Regions from separate parts of the Zea mays genome. Here region 1 is linked to region 2. A link is a contact called in public Hi-C data. All regions are on one chromosome and are shown on one strand. The core of a region is the stretch at or near the end of the contact, and the rest is flanking DNA. Distances in the headings are between cores, read along the strand shown. Region 1 holds the start of LOC100284631. Region 2 holds the start of LOC109940910 (rho GTPase-activating protein 7).

Region 1 (2,700 bases), core at 146-2,645, 310 kb after region 2:
TGTCAAATACGGAATAAATACGGGTTCAATCCGGAAAAAAATGGGATCCCGCAAAAACGGACGGAATAAGCCCTCTCCCGTTTCCGTCCCGTTTCCATATTTTTCCGTAAATACGGAAACGGTCGGGTCAAATGTAGAAAACGGTACGGGTCGGTACGGGATTTTTTCCGTCCGTTTTCAACCCTAGAAGGGATCGAAGGCCAGGCGTCCGTGTCCCCCCTCCTCACGCACGTACGTGCAGGTCCATGCCAGCTTCCACGCATGATGCCCGCCCGTCGCCCGACGATGCCCGGACCCCGGCAAAGGCCACCGGAGAGACGTGAGGCCACGCTGTGCATATCATGACGGGGTTCGGTGGTTGCACCGGCGTCGGCGTGGTGTGGTAACCAAACTTTTCACCTCACGTTTTGTTACTCGATCGGCTGGCTCGCCCGGCCGCTCGCTTTCTGTAAAACCTAAAAAGCGGGGGCGCGCGCTCGTTGTTTGGAGTGGTCATCTCTTGTCGTCCACACCTCATCGCTTTTTTGTGTGTGTTGATCGTTTTGCCGGCCAGGGTGAAAAAGCTGGGCTCGACATTTTACTGTGGGTCCTGGGAAGCAACGACAAGAGCGTTCGAGGAGTTTTGACCACTGTTGGGGGGGATTTACGACGCCAAAGGCCAAGGCAGTGTGCTGCTCGCTCTTGGACGGGGGCCCGTTTTCCTGCAGCAGTACTTGGGCGTTCGCAGCGCACGCAAGCCAGGCCAGCAGAACAGTAGCCACTGATCGGTAGGTCATCTGCGATAGCCAAAACAGATACTTTTATTAAAACTCAGTAAGCTCGAGAAGTTCTTGATGCGTCGGCAAGTGGTAACTTGTCTGTGCCGTACGAATGGATGGACAGACGGCAAATAACAGGAAAGAATAAAGATGCATAGGACCGAACGTGCAGGTTAGGGTAAGTAGTAGTACACTGGTACGTCTGCCCCCCATAACCGACACTTTATCAGAAGACGGTTAAGGAAAAGCAAAGCAGCAACCGTCGCGGTGCAGCGCCGTGTCGGCCGACGCTTCTTCTTCTTTTTTCACTGCGCTGCCTCCGGCAAACCACGCCTCAGAGTTCAGATCACCCCCAGTCGTTTGCTCGCCTCGGCGACAGACGTGAAGCCGCTGCCGGTGCCGGGTACCGCGCCGGCCGATCGCCTTTCGTCCAGCGAGAGAAAAAAAAGTCGTCAAACCGACGGAGACCGCATGCAACTTTTCTCCTCCCGACCCGACCGCGCCGCAGACCGATGCGCCAACACAGCCGCTTGCCGGCCGCTCCCGTGTGCCTGCGCCGCGGCTCGCAGTCGCACCCAGGCCGTGTCGGCAGCCGCGGGCCTCCTTATTTAACAGATCGATCCATCCATCCCCACCCGCAAACGGCAGCCAGACCCAGACCGACGTGTGTGAGCTAGCTTGTTGCCGTGTTCGCACGTAGGACTCGAGCCACCGGCTTCCCGCCTCCTTTTCCTTTTCAAAACAAAAAACAAACAAAACTGCTCAGGCTCGCTCGAGCAACACGTACGATGATGGTTCCTGTCGGGAGTGATGACGAAACAGCGGATGTGGCGATGGACAGGGAGTCCTCACCGCCGGCAGCGACGACGCGGAGCGGTGGGACGAGCAGAAGCCACAGCGAGGCGGAGCGGAAGCGGCGGCAGCGCATCAACGCCCACCTCGCCACGCTGCGCACGCTCCTCCCTGCCGCGTCGCGGGTAAGACCAACCGGCGTCCTTGCTCTCCACTCTCCAGAGCCAACGCAAGCGGCATGCATGCGCCGCGGGTAACGATCGAAACACGGTCACGTACGTGTGCGCGAACCATGCAGATGGACAAGGCGGCGCTGCTCGGGGAGGTAGTGCGGCACGTGCGGGAGCTGCGGGGCGAGGCGGACGCGGCGGCGGCGGGCGCGGCCGTGGCCGTCCCAGGGGAAGGCGACGAGGTCGGCGTCGAGGAGGGCCAGCAGCGCTGCTTCTGCCACCACGGCGGCGGGGAGAGGGAGAGGGCGGCCGCCGCCAGCGCCAGGCGCGTCAGGGCGTGGGTGTGCTGCGCCGACCGCCCGGGGCTCATGTCCGAGCTGGGCCGCGCCGTGCGCTCCGTCAGCGCCAGGGCCGTGCGCGCCGAGATAGCCACCGTCGGTGGGCGGACGCGGAGCGTCCTGGAGCTGGACGTCGGCGGGCAGCACAACGGCGACGACGCGGGCACGTCGTCGCGCCCAGCGCTGCAGGCGGCGCTCCGGGCCGTGCTGCTCAGCCGGGAGGACATGCTCGGCGCCGAGTGCTGCTACAAGAGGCAGCGCTTCTCGGCGCACCTCGCCAGGGTTTAGTAGGACAGTGGGCAGTGGCGCTGTCGAAGCGGGTGACTGATTGGAGACAGAAGGGAAAGGGAAGGACTCTGGCATGTGTGCTACGGTGCTACTCATACCTTTTTACATGTGAGAATATCACGGAATTTCCATTGCCGACCCTTCCATTCCAAACAAACAACATTGTCACCAAGCAAATTTGACGAGACCGTATATATCTCAGTTATAATGATACAACAAATGGTACAAATGTTACAATAGCAAGGTAATGCCAAATGTGGCGACAATTACACGCATTACGACCGATCCTGCAGCTTATTCCTATTTTTTTCTTAATAGTTTCAACCGGAAAACAGCACACATATTACAGATAGT
Region 2 (2,730 bases), core at 198-2,697:
GTTACCCGCGGCAGCACAGTCCAAACCGGTAGGCTAGCAGTCATGAACGAGCGGAAGGCGATCGAAGATGTACGTACCATCACGCATCCGTCCCCGAAAGCTGGATGACTCGATGAGCCAGCCCCTCCTGAGGTCCCCCGTCCCCGGCCGGCCTCCGGGCTCAAGACGCCTAGTGTAATTAGCTGCGCGGCACGGGCCCATCCACCGGCCTCTCTGGACGACAGGTGCCTGGGTCCCGCTGGGCCCAGACGGTAGAAAAGCGAAATTGATCCGCGGACAGTGTTGCGTCGGCCTGACAAATCCTATCACCGGTAGAAAAAGAAGCGATCAGTGGACCATGGCTGCAGCTGTTTGCGTAGTTGCTACAGTATTTAGGCCGTGTCAGTAGAGTTTTGCAATGGTAACAAATAAATTTAGATATATATATAATTAATCTTAGAGCTGTTTCACTGTGAATCTATAAAAAAAACTATATATTTGGTTAATGTAGTAGCTCTCGAGTCATACGTAAGCATTTTCATTGGTATGGCCTTTGTCTATTGTCTTTGGGTAGAGTCCACATATCGATGTATGTCATCATTCTTTCTCCTCAGCCGATACGGAAAACTAAACATGGGACGAGGCTCGGAGGCTGCCTGAAGGGTTCACGACTTCACGGCTATGGCCAAGGGTAGTCCGCCGCTGGATATTTCAATTATCTGTCACTATACTAGATGTCTAGACGTGAGTAGGGATGAAAAAATGGACGGAATCGTTAGGAAAAAACATATCTCTCATTTTCATTTTTATATTTTATTTCAGAAACAATTAACTCTAATAATATTGTAGAAATTTTCATGGTTAACTGTGATTATACTCTTCTTTTACCTTATATTTGTGATTTTACCCTAATTTTTTATTTTTTAATTACTAGTTCTGATTTTCACTAACGTTGTTATGGGGAGGGGCACAGCGGCTTCGTTTTTAAAATGGAGAGGTTGAACTACAAAGTTAAAAAATAAGGGATAAAGTCACAATTACAAGGTAGAAAGGTATAATCATAATTACCCCTTATTATATTTAGATATCTAATTAAAGATATGTCAGGCATTATTTTTTTCACTAACAAAATTTTCTGTTTTTACCAACTAAAAAGGACATGGAAAGGTTCTTGAATTTGCCGGTCCTTCGAGAAACGTAAAATCTTAACAAAGGTGGTAAAAAATTATGGTTATTACTAGAGGTAAACGATGTTTGTTGGATTTAATCTCTATTACATTCAAACTTTTTGGTTCCACGGTTTCTACCGTTATCGTGTTCTCTATGTATTTTTATGTTTTATTTTTTACATTTAAGTATAAATAGAGACCGTAAATAGGCACTTCGCTAGTTGAAGTTGAAGGCGAAAGGGTGACTGCCATTTCATGTTACCACAACTCGCCGTATATATACAACGGCACCGCCGCCGGCCGCGATAGCTACAACTACAACCCGAGACCAATTCCGCCATACTACCCAAGGAAACCTGCGCACCGCCATCACCGCCGCCGCAGCCTCTGTTCCCACAGACGCCTCTCTCCTACTCCCAACCCCAATCAAACGCACCGCTGAATCGCCTGCAGTAGCTGGAGCGCACCTTGGTGCGATCCTACCACACCTCTGAGCTCACGAGGAATCTTTAATGGCGTCGGAGTGGCATCGCCAGCCATAGCAGCCTGGCTGGCTGAGGTGCAGGCTGCCAGGCTGCCGAGGCGATCACTTGCCAACCCTCTGCTCTCCTTTTCTAGGCGCACTGTCTTGCTTTGATGCATACGGCACCACAGATGAATGCCCGGTCTCGGAGGCCGGCGGCGGCGCGCGGTGCGAAAGCGCCCCCGAAGAGCGACAGCAGAGTACGTGCTTCTTCAATCTCTCCGATTTTTTTTTTTGCATGCTGTTTGTAGAGGAATTGGATACATTTCGTTGAGTTGAGCGTCAAGCAGGTGACATTGTGCGGTGATTTCTCGGTTTGCGCCACCAATTTCCGTGTTCCTCGATCGCCAGCAATTTGTTGCGGTATCCATATTTTGTACGACGAAGTAATTAATGTGGCAAGAGTACGACGATGAACTCATGAGCAGTGCCATCTAGTGTTCTTGCGAGCAAAGAATGGTCGATGACCTGGTGGCGTCTATGACAAGATCTCGACGCGGGTTCTTTGGCCTCAGGGCTCTGCCATTTCTGAGAGCTACTCGCACTGACTCCCCCAGCCCCATATTTTCCTTTAGTTTCCCTTTGAGCCTTATCTTTCAGAGCGGAGCAGAGGAATCTGTGCTTTGCTTCCGTTAGTAACCTTTCTCTCTCAGCTCAATGAGGCATCTCTTTTCTCCTTCAATGATGGTTTTTGTGTTCAGGTGACGGAGACGGATCCGAGGAAGACCGTGACGCCGGTGAAGGGATCGGGCAACGCCGGTACCAGGGGCACCATGAACAGGATCCAGTCGAGGAGAGAGCGAAAGCTCGCGCTACAGCAAGATGTCGTTGAACTTCGATTTGTCGGATTCAGTTGCTTCCTGTAGCTCGTTCTGACGCTTGCTTGACGGCGCTGAATTCCAGGTGGATAAGCTGAAGAAGAAGCTGCGGCACGAGGAGAACGTCCACCGTGCGCTGGAGCGGGCGTTCACGCGGCCGCTCGGCGCCCTACCTCGCCTGCCGCCGTACCTGCCGTCTCAGGTTAGCGGCACCTCAACCGCATCCTGTTCTACTAGATTA

Evidence for each region. A called contact is a pair of places that touch in the nucleus more often than the background predicts.
Region 1: a contact with region 2 is called in a Hi-C map of ear, with 2.5 times the contacts expected there. The contact joins the promoter of LOC100284631 here to the promoter of LOC109940910 in region 2. A contact is called at or near these places in 3 of 25 Hi-C or Micro-C datasets (ear, leaf and tassel).

What each region holds. Positions count from the first base shown.
Region 1 is chr7:132,918,889-132,921,588 of Zm-B73-REFERENCE-NAM-5.0, forward strand. It overlaps LOC100284631, which reads left to right and starts at 1,396. Exons shown (of 2, transcript NM_001157526.2): 1 at 1,396-1,735; 2 at 1,849-2,557. The coding sequence starts at 1,550. The coding sequence ends at 2,346. LOC100283312 (carbonic anhydrase) reads right to left here. Exons shown (of 8, transcript NM_001412487.1): 8 at 2,465-2,700.
Region 2 is chr7:132,608,506-132,611,235 of Zm-B73-REFERENCE-NAM-5.0, forward strand. LOC109940910 (rho GTPase-activating protein 7) reads left to right here and starts at 1,448. Exons shown (of 7, transcript XM_020541276.1): 1 at 1,448-1,871; 2 at 2,373-2,495; 3 at 2,575-2,691. The coding sequence starts at 1,785.